Regions from separate parts of the Mus musculus genome. Here regions 2, 3 and 4 are each linked to region 1. A link is a contact called in public Hi-C and promoter capture Hi-C data. All regions are on one chromosome and are shown on one strand. The core of a region is the stretch at or near the end of the contact, and the rest is flanking DNA. Distances in the headings are between cores, read along the strand shown.

Region 1 (3,215 bases), core at 465-2,964:
ACTTATAAGATACAATGTGATTTCAGAAAACTACTTACTTTCTCTAAGAAAACAGTCCAAAGTTGTAATGGGATACTTTTTGTAAAATAAAGTCCTGCCACGGAGAAAGAAAGGCAACACACTGTCTGTCTAGTAGGAAATGCTTCCGAGAAGACTTAGCATTAACACTGCAGTCTCAATTCTATTTTTTATTATTATTATTATTTAAACAAAAAGAAGACAGACCTACTGATGCTTCCTTCAGTATTGCCCACAAGCCTAAAAACATAAACTATACAGGATAAATGGTACAAATAATACAGGACAATTAATATGACAATACAATTCCCAATATTTTCAATGTTTTATTGACTTTTTATTACTCTTAACTAATACTCAAGTAATACTGAAACCTAATTTGCATTGGAAAAAATAGGCTTCTTTTAGCATACCTTTAGCACAGTAACAAGGAGAGGTGTCCAGCTCAATTAAACAGTGTATTCTATTCTACATGGCTGCATTATCCAATTCTGTTACAGAAATGATCCGATTCTCGTCTGTAGTGTGGCTCCTATTATGCATCTTTAAATAACTTTTCCCCAATGAATGAAAAGCTGGTTAGACTACTTAACATAACTATGTTTCCATGCTTAGTGACCACCTTGGATGGTTAATGGGGCTGACTGCCAAAGTCCTCGAGAGTGGTAACTGCTTTGGATAATTTGCCCCAAAACAATCCCTGCAATTTCTGAAGTGTCATTGAATTACTAAAGACATCGATGTCATCTCAGGTATCTCTGAACCTTGCCCCCATTCCCGCCAAATTAGTTGTGAAGTGTTATGGCATATCATTTCCCATTGAAATTCTGAGATTTTCTTTTTCAAGGTATTCTTACTAGTGCTTAATATAAATGCACTGGTGTGTGTGTGTGTGTGTGTGTGTGTGTGTGTGTGTGTGTGAACTTTCTATTCCTACAAAAAATTAGGCTCGTCGTTCATCCCCAATTAGCGCCCCCCGGGGGGACGGGGAACAATGAAATTACAAACAAACCTGCCTATGTTTTGCAATGAACCGGCTTCCACATTAGGAGAATAATACTGACAGCAAATTTTCATTATTAGGTGAGAACACACCCGGAAGTGATTAAACGAAACGTTTAATACCCAAAGCTCAGCCTGGTGGGTTTCTAGACACCGGGCACCTCTAGTCTCCACACGGGGAGTGCTTTTAGCACTGCAGCAGCCGCCACTCACACCACACCAGCCAGTTTCATCCCCAGGAACCGGGCCACTGCATCCAGGCCAGCGGCGCCGAAGGCGACGGTAGACGCCGGGGCTAAGGTTCACGAAGCTCGTGCGACTTTACTTCCGCGGCGCCGTGGGGTTACGGAGCTGAGGGCCCGTTGGCCAGCAGAGACGGGGCTCCCGGGAGGACGCGGCGACATCTTACCTCTCGGAGTAGCGCAGGAGCTCGGCGTCCAGCTGCTCGCGGATGCCCGTGCGCTTCCTGCTCAGGTAGCGGGGCGACAGGGCGATGTGCCTGCGGTGCGGGGCAGCCACCAAGCACGAATAGCGGCTGCCCACCAGCGCGCACGCCGCCGCGTAGCTCGGCAACTCCAGGCAAGGCAGGACCCCGGCCTGACCCGCCACGGGCCTCTCGGAGGCCGCCTGGGACCGCTGAGACTCCACAGATCCCGCAGCCATGAGGCTTGGCTGGGTGCTTCGGGGCGCGCACGGATGACGCAAGCATTCCTCCCGCCTCACCTCTGAGTGTTGATGATGGCTGACATCATCAAAAGGCGACCGACCGCGGCCTGGGGATTTTTAATCTTCTAAAGCTGCATTATAGAGGTTTGACCAGCAGAGGGCTGCTGCTCTTTCCCGAGTCCAGATAAACCTCTGAGGCCGTGTACCTATAGAGCATGTGTGATATCCAGAGGCGGTTCTCTGATATCTATAGGCAGATGTTCATCACTTCAAAGTATGCTCAGTTATGGAGCGAAGCTTGAATTTATTGAATTTATTGATCTGGGCACCTAAGTATAAAAAGGCAGAGGCCCAAAATAGCTTGTTTTGTTTTGTTTTGTTTTTTAAGCTCCCAGTTTCTTTCAATACTGGGTCAAGGCCTAGTGAATTAATGGTTTGAGCTTTTGTTTTGTTTTGTTTTGTTTTGTTTTAATTCTTTTGGTTTTCTGTTTTTGTTTTGTTTTTAGACAGTATCTCTCCATGTAGCCTTGGGTGACTTGAAACTCGCTATGTAGACCAAGCTGGTTTGGTTCTAACATTTAGATATTTGCCTGCCTCTGCCACAAGAGAGCTGGGATAAAAAGCACGAGCCACTACTCCCAACTGAGTATTGTCTTTATTGGATTCAGCATGGCTATTGATAGGAGTGCCCGGTTCCAGCTGCAATGAGGCCTGATACATTGTTATGCGCCTGAGCTGTTCAATAAGGAATCAGAAACATTCGTGGAGATTTTCACTGCTGAACCCAATCATACACCGCAGCAGGCCACAAATTGCAAAGGCAACATCTGAACTGCTAACACCATACCTCTCCAATCTAGGGTCCCTCTGCCTTCTGCTATATCACAGTGAGAGTGTTGTGACATGTTTTTCAAATGGCTAAGCCCAGCTACCAGCTTTGACCTTCTTTTGTATACCCAGACATCAACCATATCAGCACAAGGGTTTGTATTGCCCAAGGGATAAAAAAGAAACCTTCATTTGGACCGTGATGTCCTAACAACCCAAACTGTTCCTCTAGCTCTTACAACCCTCCACCTTCTTCAACTATGATCTCTAAGCCTTGGGTGCAGGAACTGTGCACATCTTGGGCTGCAAAATGTTGGTTTAAAAAGCCCAGCTTCATAAAAAACTACCTACCTTGGCTACCTGATGAAGGGAAGCAAGAGGAGCCCACCGCAGAATAGCATTGTTACCATCCTTCAGATTCCAATGCCAAAGACTAAGACAGCTGTATATTGCTGGCTCTGAATATCAGAGTTTATGGAAATAGCAAGGCCTGTCTATAGACTAGCACAAAGCAGATACTAAGCCCCTAATCTGGACTAATACTAAACAAAAGGCATTTGAGGCCTTAAAAACAGCTCTGACTTCCACACCAACCCTAGAATTTCCAGACAAGAGGGTTTTAACCCAAACTTTGGAGCCATGAAAATACCCTGTGATGACTGGACCCTGTAGCCACAGGATGGCCCACCTGTCTAAGAGTT
Region 2 (3,215 bases), core at 378-2,877, 950 kb before region 1:
TTTCCACATGGAAGAGCTTTTAGATATAGTTTAACAAAAGTACACATATGCAGTCATGTCATTGTGGGCGTGTTGTTTTCCTGAATGCCCTTTTCGTTGAAGAGTTGAGGACTCAACTCCATGTTGAGGCATCAGATCTCTGACATCCCCTGCCCTCCAACCCACAGAAGCAACATTTTGTTGTAGTTTTAATAAAATATCATTGACTTGTGCCCAAGAGTTTCTGATTTAACTGAAAATTATCATATATTCTCTAACATTTGCCTTTTAAATATTCATCCCATGAAATCTATGTCATCTGAAGTTTAATATATATTTGAACTCACATGCCTTTCCCATTATACTAAGCAGACCACCACTGAATTCTCACTTTGGGTAGACACTTCCTTAAAGCCAATCTTCCTCATCCAGTGTCTTCCAAGGAGGAAGAGAGGGCGACTCACATAGTAATACTTTGTACTGAACATCAGAACAAAGGCTGAGAGGATGGAAATTGAACTTTTTAAAGGAAATAACATTTGAGATTTGATTAGTTACCTCCTTTGATTATTTTGTGTCTAGAACCTTTTCTTTCTTTCTTTCTTTTTTTACTGTTCTTTCACTTTTTTCTTTTTCTTTTTTTTTTCTTTTTTCTGGCTCTATGATAAATGTCTTACTCATTCCTTTTGGCTGGATATCAGCCAACACATTTTTAAAAACAAATATAATTCAAGAGATGATATCTTATGTATGTCAAGGTTCAGCCTAGATATAAGCATTTATTATTTATTTATTACCATGATACTTAGGCATTTTGACATGAGTACTATTTTATCATAATAAAGATATGTCCAAGACAAGACCAATAAATTGAAGGCCAAACAGATGTTCTGTGTTGCTTTATTAAAGCAGGTAGATGTTCTCTTTTGACAAGTAAGGCAAAATATGATTGTGTTCAACTCTAAAAGCTGAACAAGGAATTTCCTTAGCATTTTGGGAGAGACTGTGACCCTCAATTCAAGTAGCATATGTTCCATTCATTCCTTTTATTGTAATTGTATTAATCAGTGTTACATATCCCCCATGTTCCCTAATGTTTTATGACCATTGCCTGTCCCTAGTTATCCTCAGCAACCGGAGAGTACATTCTTTCATCTTAGTGGTCACATGCAAATGTGACATGTGTGTATTTCCTTCCTGAATTGAGTGTTAATATAGGATTACTGTTTGCACTATTGGAAACAGCATGCATTTTACCAAAACTATTTTGAAGATCACCAATCCTATAGACATCTATATCTTAAAATATCAGTTTATGAAACCATAGCTCATATTCATAAGCAAATCTGTTCTTCATATTAGGTTTATTATAACAAGCATAATACTGTCTCTGATTACTTATGAGATTAAAATTTGAAGCATAATTTAAGGCCTGTACCCATCTCAGACCTGGGTTTTGAATCTATCATTCCTGGGATAACTTCTGCTTTCTTTTCTGTGGTGTGCATCTCCCCATTGTCTGTTCCCCTAGCTTAATAAGCTTAATATGTAAATAGACCAGCTCTCTTTTACATACAGTGTCTAGTATGAGCCAAACTCTCCATGCCAGCGTCTTTCTATGCATTATCCTTTCAACAACCACCAAGAATATTAATTTTCCAACAATTTCATTGAGTTGAGCAAGTTGTCATTGCTTCCTGTCCACAGAACTAGAGTCAGTTCTCCACTGTTGTGTGAGTGATCTTAGTCGGGTTCCTGTCACTAAGCAGATGGTTTTATATCACAAAGCTACAGATCTCACATTTCAGAGCAAAACAGACAAATATTTTCAAAAGCAAGGTTACCCTGTGATATTTTGTGTTGCTGTAGATTTGCCAGGATGAAGAAACCTTATTTCCCCACACTGTGTCTAGCCTCCTGCACATTGCCTTCCATTCAGGTACTCACACGCTTGCCAGTCCTCATATATGGCCTTGGTGGTGGGACTCGAGGGTGTCTTGTTGGAGCACGGCTTGCAGACGGCTCATAATACATGTGTGTGGTGCCAAGTTCAGCTGCAGCTGGGTCACATTGTGCTTCCTTCTTGAATGCATGCTGCCACATGATCATGTTTTATGTTGGACAGACTTTCTTCTTACAGGAGTTCTGCACAAGCCCAAGGCTGAAAGTTGACTGACTTCATCCTGTTCTACAGAAATGCAAATGCTGGCATCTCCTCTCTGGGTGGATGGAAAATGCCTTGTTTTAAGTCTTAAAAACCTGATGAGCAGAACTTGAACAGCGCTTTCATTTAGGAAAGTAGGCATTACTCTTGTCAGGGTTCATTTCTCTCGAGCCAGCTGACAGCTTGTTTCTAGGCAGAGTCTTTTAATCACCAATTTAGGATTACATTTTGCCCATTAGACGGGTTGTATCTTCAAAAAATTCGCACACATTGAAGGCAGTTTTTATTACAGTAAAAAGCCCCCTCGCTTATTTATCTACCAATTGAAGTTTATAAAAGAAACTTTGACTTTTCTCTTAAATAGATTCTGTTTTGTCATAATTAGGCCAATAAAAATAGATCCTTATAGGTATGTAGTGTGCTTTAAAAAAAAACACTTATGCTACAAAACCAGCTGACATCACCATGCAAAATTTTGAATAAAAGCATTTCAATATGTAATTACAACTTGATGGTTTCTAACATACAGAAAAATGCTTGTTGCTTTATTATTAGATATGATGAAATCTTGGGTTTGGAAATGGAGCTAAATGACCCTTCCAGTGGATTAATGTCTACTCTTCATAAGTTCTCCACTGATGCTTTCCTCACTGCAGGCTCAAGGGAGGGCCTCAACCTTTATTTTTCAATCTGCACTTTTAATCTCCTCAGAGGCACTTTTACTGAATGAAAAATAAAATAGCCTAATAGGACTATGAGGTCAGAGCACAGGGTAAAGGGAATTGTCTGGGGAACACAACCATGGGACTAGCTTGACTGATGTTGATTCCAGGCCGGTCAGAAAGAGAACACTGCTCATTAATATGGTTGCTTCTCAACTTTGACACAGAGTTTCGTTTGACAGACTCAAATAACTAAGTCTTGACAAGGAGTTTTTAATATAGCTTAAGTGTTATATTGAATTGAGAACAATAAATGCCCAGCAGTTTCTTTCTTAGGGTTCAAGTACCTTTTAACTCACCAAGTTTGTTCCACTTTTCCTGTAGCCCTTAGCTGTTTCTATGTGCTCTTT
Region 3 (3,215 bases), core at 487-2,986, 770 kb before region 1:
GGACTCAAATCTGAACTTGTCAATCAATCCGGGGAACAAAGCAGTAATGACTTTCATCTATTAATATTTTATTTCAAGAGAAAGCCCTATGTATAAATTTATGACTGTTGCAAGCTACAGTTTTATTCCTTGTCTATATTCTCTTCTCTATATTCATAATGTTGAGATAATTCAAGAAATTTGATCAAAACCGTTCACAAAATATCCAGAAGAATAAACTTTAGAAACTGGTCAGCTCTATCTGCTCTTTTGCTCTGGGAATAAACATAAGAGCATTTTCCTCATCTGTGCAACATATTGTACCAATTTTCATCAAAAAATTACAATTTCTATAGGTGTGTGTCTCTTGATACCCTTAGAATTTCTGCTCTTTGACCCTGAGAGAAAATTGATCTTATGCACACCTGTCTTCCTCTCAAAGCTTGCAAACTTGATTTCGAGCTGAGCATCAAAGAGATATGATATTATTAGACAGTATGGAGCTCAAGTTAACAGAGACCAGAAAATATCTTGCTGTCCTAAAGTTGGAAATGAATGGTGTCTTTAGTGGACAACTTCTTAAAGGAATTCAAATGCTATCATTTACTTTTAAAATTTATTTTAAAGGGTCAGATATACTATTAAAAATTAGAGAAAATATTTTTCTTTCCCTAAATGAGTTCTAAAGCCTAAAATTTTCAGGAATTTGTACAATAATTAAACAATTTTCCAAGTAATAAGGGGTAGTTAAAAGAATGGCTATATTTAACTACCATGTTTCTTTAACCATTTTTTTATAAGACAGGTCAGTTGTGTGCTTAACAATGATATGTTTTCATTTTTAACATGAAAACTGAATTACAAAGCTCACATCTTGTATAAAATCCTCCCAATTTGTATGAGGATCCCTGAGACACCGGGACTAGAAATCCAGTCTGTAAAACATTATTGTGAAGGTTTTTCCAGGCTAGAAATAGCAGATTCATTGGACTGACAGGTTAAATGATTTTACTGTTATGCAGTATCTGTGATATAACCAGAATGAAAGATTAATATATTGTAGAAATGATGATGTTTCACCATTGTTTTGTCTTGTTTCGCCTTGTTTTGCTTTCAAAGTTCTATTGACTATTTGAAGACTTTGCTGCATTTACAGCCAAGGGAAAGCTCTGGTCTGGCCTAAACTAAACTCACTCAGCCAACAGCTCCCACAGTACAATGTCTTTGATTCTTAGTGTGGCTGTTTAAAAAAAAAAAAAAAGTTCTTTTCTCATTCCATGATTTTACATCTAAAGCTTGCCAAAACTAGATATATTGGGATGATAACTAACATGGGAAAAACAGAGCATTACAATATACCATGAGTATAAATTTGTAGTCCTTTTGTGAGAACTAAATAAATATTATGATTTACTATGGGGAATTTATTCATTGACTTCCTCCAGTGGGGAAATCATACTCCTGAAATTTCGTCTTCTCCAGGAGCCTGAAGGGCAGGCAGGTTTGAGAGACGCACATGATGTAGTGGCAGCATTTTCAGGGACAGTTCCAATATTTGTGGGGCACAAACACCTGGATGGTGGACTCAGTTTTCCAACTTTTATCCCCATGATTTGATGTTATGGATGAAACTTGCAAATCAACATCTGTTCTCATTTACGTAGGCATTTAAACTCCTCTGGCACCCCTCGGGAAGGCAAAAGCTTAGCCTTGTATCTGGTAGAAATCTGCCCATCTTTCTTGTGGGCACAGCAGAAGTGGGTGCTGGTTGTCTAAACGCATTCAGAGGAACAGATTGATGGAAAGCCACATGGAAGACAGTGTGTGTATGAACTGCAAGAGGAAGATGGTAAAAAGCATTCCTACCATAGTGGCTCATATTTCATAATACAGGAACCATGAAGAGAGATTAATGATTGAGTCTGTCTTGAAGCTCAGCAGAATTTTAAATCTATCCACATCTCAAATTGAGGACATTTTACTTTTAAAACACATTCATATATTATCTTCTGTGATAAAGGGATATGCCTTATTGCACTTAAAATCAAAATGTTGGATTCCTTAGGATGTGAATTTTTGGCTGGGTCACACATTCATGAAATAATAGCAGTATTGAAGTTACCGATGTAGACTGAATTTGAGAAACAAATGAACACTTTTAATGAAACAGGAGCCAAACGCAAAAAAATTAAAATGTGGCTTGTTCAAAACCTGATATGGAATAAGATGAGTGTAAGTTGAAATATGTTCTCTCCTCTGTACCTCCAGTTTTAGACACTGTCTTTTAGATGCTCTGCTGCTCCAGTCTGACTTAATGCTTGCCAGTCCCTACCCCAGACACATTTCTGTCACTTTAACCTTTTGGGTGTTCAGAAATTCTACAGTAAAAATATCATTTCAGAAATATAACATCTCTCCAGCAAATATAATTACGCTCGGTGACCCAGCAGGTGGAAAAGATGAGGGTGAGTCGTATCAACCTCTTTATGCAGCACATTAATTTCTACAGAGAACTAAACTCTGCCCAAGGTATGCGAATATATTCCATTCTGTTGAGGGTTTTTTTTTGTTTTTTTGAAAATGTAAAATTAAACAATTATATGATAAGCCATTGCTCCTTAATTTGCAGTACCGCTTTCAATATCTTGTCTTTGTTGTAGAAGAGCATGTAAGACCCAATAGGGTCAATAGGCTTGGGAAGCTACAAGGTAGGAAAGGCTTCATGCTATGGTCAAGGGCAAACACAAAATCCTGGATCAAGAAGGGCTCACGAGATGCAACCTGAAATTTTCTTCTCTCGTAATCTTTGGTGAAGTGTATTGTCTTATAAAATGTCTGCATGCTCTCCTTGGGAAGGACTTCTAACTGTAACTGAACCACAAGGCTGCCCCCTGGTGCTTTATGTATTGTTTAATTGTTTGCCTTTGGTGAATGTTTTTATTAAAAGCCCATTATTTAGAGTAGGACCAAAGTGTCACTTTAAGAACAACAGAGGCAGAGCTGTTCAGCGGAATAGTTCCTTTTCATGGGTGTGTTTAATGCACACTGGATGCAGCTAATGAGCTGAAATTTCTTCTTGTAATACTTCAAAAAGAGCAACAACAACAACAAACAAAATTCTCCTTTTTTTATTTTCCTCTAATAAAAGGTGACTGGATTGGCTGTAAGAGCCATACTTGAGGATGGCTGTGCCCCAGCCAGGAGACGAGAACGGTGTCTGTCTGTGGTCATCTGCT
Region 4 (3,215 bases), core at 358-2,857, 610 kb after region 1:
TTTTAGAGCCTCCAGTACCACAACAGAAATGGTAATAATCTTGAAAAGGTGATTTCCACTTTAAAATCCCATCTGAAGTAGGATGTGGAGGCACACACCTTTAATTCCATGACTTAGGAGGCAGAGGCAGGCAGCTCTCTGAGTTCAAGGCCAGCCTGGTCTACAAGGCAGGTTCTAGGACAGCCAGGGCTGCTACACAGAAACTCTGCCTCAAAAAACTAAAATGAAGTAAAATGAAATTCCATGCGAAAGACCACCTGTTGATAAATCTTGGACCCTTTAAAATGAAAAATTACTTACTTACAATAGTTTACCAAAAAAAAAAAAAAAAAAAAAAAAAGGACAAACTAGTATGTAAGCAAATGGGACTCTGAAACATTCAGATTACAGGGCTACAAAAAGTAAAAAGCAAAGAACCAAAACAAAACCACGAGAGTACTACGCCTAAATCGCTACTCAAAACCATCACGATGTTCAAGTAAATACTAAACTTGAAAGCTAAAATTTAATCTGTTCTCGCGAGGGTCCTACTAGTCTGACATTTTATCTTTTAAGCGTCTTGGCTAACAAACTTAACTGAAGATCAGTGCAGTTCATTTCACAGTGTGTATGGGGGGGGGGGGCGGGCGGGCATTTCTTCATCATTCCTCTCTTGGCTAAGGTGCATATCAAATGGAATTAGTGCAAGAGTCAACTCAATAGGCACCTTAAAGCAATGTGCCATTTTACTCTCCCCACAAATTCTCCAGGGTTATAACTCCAGTTCCTTTAACTCTTGGTGTTTCACTTTCCATTTCACAGAAATCACGTAGTTGATCCTGGAGAGCCAGAGCACACTGGCCTCTGCAACCAGGGGGCAGGCACGTGAATGATCCCTAGGTGCAAGGGAGTTGGAAATGCAACCCCACCGAGTGGGACAGCTGAATCAGACGCGGCTCCCGGGGCCGGGTTATCCTCCGCGCTGGGACCACTGGCTGGGTGAGGGGCACACCGCCAGGACCTCTCCCCGAGCTCCCCGGGGCAGGACCGTACCTGCCGAGCCAGGGGCTGTTACCTAACCGGCCCGATCGTCCCACGGTCTCATCCAGTCCTCCCTGTCCCAGAGCCAAGGCCGCCGGCGGCTACGGTAGCTGCAGCGTGCGCCCATCCCGCCGAGCCTCCGGCCGCGCCCCCGCCGCGGCGTAGGCCCCGCCTCCGGCCCGCGCCTCCATCCTTCAGCCACCGCGTTGCGGCTCCTCCACCTGCCCCATCCCGCCGCGCCGGCTCCCGCCGCCCCGGGCCCGGAGACCCCCCCCCCCCCCCATCGCAACTCCACCTTGTACGAGTCGGTGGCCAGCAGGATGTTGAACTCGGCTTCTGCCGCAGCATTCATCTCGGGCCGGAGCGGAGACGCCGCGCCACGAGCTGCCCGGCGCGGCTGCGAGCAAGGAGAAAAATGGGCTTCGCTGCGCTCCGTTGCTTAAGTCACCGCTCGCTCGCAGGGGGGCGGGAGAGCAGGGAACGGAGCGCGGGGAGGGGCCGGGAGGGCGGGCAGGTCCGTGACGCGGCGGTGGAGGCTAGCGCGCTCCCCTGCCCAGCGCGCTCCGGCGGCTTTCCCGGCGGCTCCGCGCCCCGCCCATCCCGGGGACAAGGGGCGGGGCACGGCTGCGCGTGCGCAGCGCAGGGGCGGGGGGGACTGAGGAGGACGTGAGGCACGCGCTCTGCCTCAGCTGCGCCCGCCCCGGGCCTAAAGCCGACCGTCACCCCAGCGCGTGACCTGGGCGCCTGCCTCTGAGGGGCGTGGTCTGATGCAGGGGCGTGGCTTGGCGTTCCCAGCCTCGCCCCTCCTGCCGGGAGTCTCTTTGCCCGCCCCAACCCGGACCTTCCTCTTGTCCTACCCAGTCCCTGCTCGTCCTGAGAGTCTTGTTGGAGTCACGCCACCAGCTAAGGCCAAGGAGCCACCCACTGTCGTCTCCCTGTTCCCGCACGCGCTGAATTACCTTTGTCTCCCGCTTGGACGATGGATGGAATCTTTGGTCCCCATCCGTCTTGTGGATTCCGATCCTCTAGATTTTCCTTTAAAATCAGAGGAGCTGCTTGCGGTCTGAGTTGCCCTGGCGCGTGGACTTGCTTTTCTCCGCGCTCAGTCTGTAGCTGAGCTCTTTGATCCTTTGAAGGCTGACTTTTCCTGGAGAAAAGCCTTTGCGTCTTAGGGAAAGGTTAAATTCAACCCTCTCAGACAATGTAGGGACAAGACCAAATTGAATCTAATATTGTTGGGAAGTAAAAGGCATACAGCCAAGTCTTATACAGTGGATCTGTTTTTTGGTTTTTTGTTTTCCTTTAAATCATTAAATCGTGGGGGAAAGAGCTAGTAACCTCCCAAATAAGCGAAGTGACGTCTGATGACGTCACCCAACTTCCATGAGCCTGTCCTCTTGTTCAGTTTTCACATACAGAGTTGCAAATTTGTTTTGCATAGAACTAAAATTCCCTTTGCATGTTTAATAGCATTTAAGAATTCTAAGATTTAGGCTTTGTTGTTGTTTTGTTTTTATGGAATACAAGTAGCAGGGGGAAATCGGTATAACTAAACTGGCACAGACTGCATCAAGTTAGTAGCTTCCTTTTGCCTTTGACTTCTCAACAATGTTAGATTCAGTTTGGTCTTGTCCCTTCATCGTCTGAGAGGGTTCAATTTAACCTTCCCCTTAAGACACAAAGGACTGTTGAGACTTTTCTCCAGGAAAAGTCAAACAGCTTTCAAAGGATCCAAGAGCTCAGCTACAGCATCCATTCATCTACAATTGACCGCCATTTTAGGCTGTTTTATGCGGGGGGTGGGGGGTGGGTGGGGGGTGGAGGTGGGGGTGGGGATAAGATTCTAATTACAAAGTAGTCTTTGTTCACGGTAGTGTTTTCTAAAAACAAAATTTGATCTTGCAATCTTTCAGTTTTTTTCCCTGTATAAAAATGAAAAAGCCCAAAATGTAAAAATGCTAACATTGTAAGCATACTGACATTGCTAGATAAGTTCAAGAGTAGGGTCTGCAGGAATATTACTGGCTTAATCCCACAGCAATCTTTAGAGGAAAAGGTGACTATTGAAGTTCTTAGAGTTCTTAAAAGCCCCTCTCCCGCAAAGGGCTATATGCTAGTGTGGACTGACTAGAAGGAAGCAGATCAACTTTTAAGAGTTGGGGTCTCAGATATAGCTGTCTCTTGTGAGACTATGC

The links. Promoter capture Hi-C pulls out the DNA fragments that hold promoters and counts their contacts. A called contact is a pair of places that touch in the nucleus more often than the background predicts.
Region 2: a promoter capture Hi-C map of maxillary cranial neural crest shows a contact between it and region 1, with 10 times the contacts expected there. The contact joins the enhancer-like site here to the promoter of Twistnb in region 1. A contact is called at or near these places in 9 of 39 promoter capture datasets (the 3T3-L1 cell line, the C10 cell line, the HPC-7 cell line and 6 more), 1 of 115 datasets of contacts at active chromatin or transcription factors (the 230-238 cell line) and 1 of 9 other capture datasets (adipose tissue).
Region 3: a promoter capture Hi-C map of frontonasal cranial neural crest shows a contact between it and region 1, with 9 times the contacts expected there. The contact joins the enhancer-like site here to the promoter of Twistnb in region 1. A contact is called at or near these places in 9 of 39 promoter capture datasets (the 3T3-L1 cell line, cranial neural crest, frontonasal cranial neural crest and 5 more).
Region 4: a contact with region 1 is called in a Hi-C map of CD8 T cells, with 2.3 times the contacts expected there. The contact joins the promoter of Nampt here to the promoter of Twistnb in region 1. A contact is called at or near these places in 7 of 39 promoter capture datasets (hematopoietic stem and progenitor cells, hippocampal neurons, liver and 3 more), 16 of 484 Hi-C or Micro-C datasets (CD4 T cells, CD8 T cells, the G1E-ER4 cell line and 8 more), 7 of 115 datasets of contacts at active chromatin or transcription factors (astrocytes, embryonic stem cells, epiblast stem cells and 4 more) and 2 of 9 other capture datasets (adipose tissue and liver).

What each region holds. Positions count from the first base shown.
Region 1 is chr12:33,428,123-33,431,337 of GRCm38.p6, reverse strand. Twistnb (twist basic helix-loop-helix transcription factor 1 neighbor) reads right to left here and starts at 1,714. Exons shown (of 4, transcript NM_172253.2): 1 at 1,430-1,714. The coding sequence starts at 1,683.
Region 2 is chr12:34,382,168-34,385,382 of GRCm38.p6, reverse strand. All of the region lies in intron 13 of Hdac9 (histone deacetylase 9), which reads left to right. Among named protein-coding and RNA genes, the nearest start is that of Gm51984, 170 kb to the right of the region's middle. Within about 2 kb of position 1,627, at least 4 of the 459 cell types and tissues checked have an H3K27ac peak or open chromatin away from gene starts, as enhancers often do.
Region 3 is chr12:34,201,327-34,204,541 of GRCm38.p6, reverse strand. All of the region lies in intron 23 of Hdac9 (histone deacetylase 9), which reads left to right. Among named protein-coding and RNA genes, the nearest start is that of Gm51984, 12 kb to the left of the region's middle. Within about 2 kb of position 1,736, at least 11 of the 459 cell types and tissues checked have an H3K27ac peak or open chromatin away from gene starts, as enhancers often do.
Region 4 is chr12:32,818,727-32,821,941 of GRCm38.p6, reverse strand. Nampt (nicotinamide phosphoribosyltransferase) reads right to left here and starts at 1,607. Exons shown (of 11, transcript NM_021524.2): 1 at 1,316-1,607. The coding sequence starts at 1,372.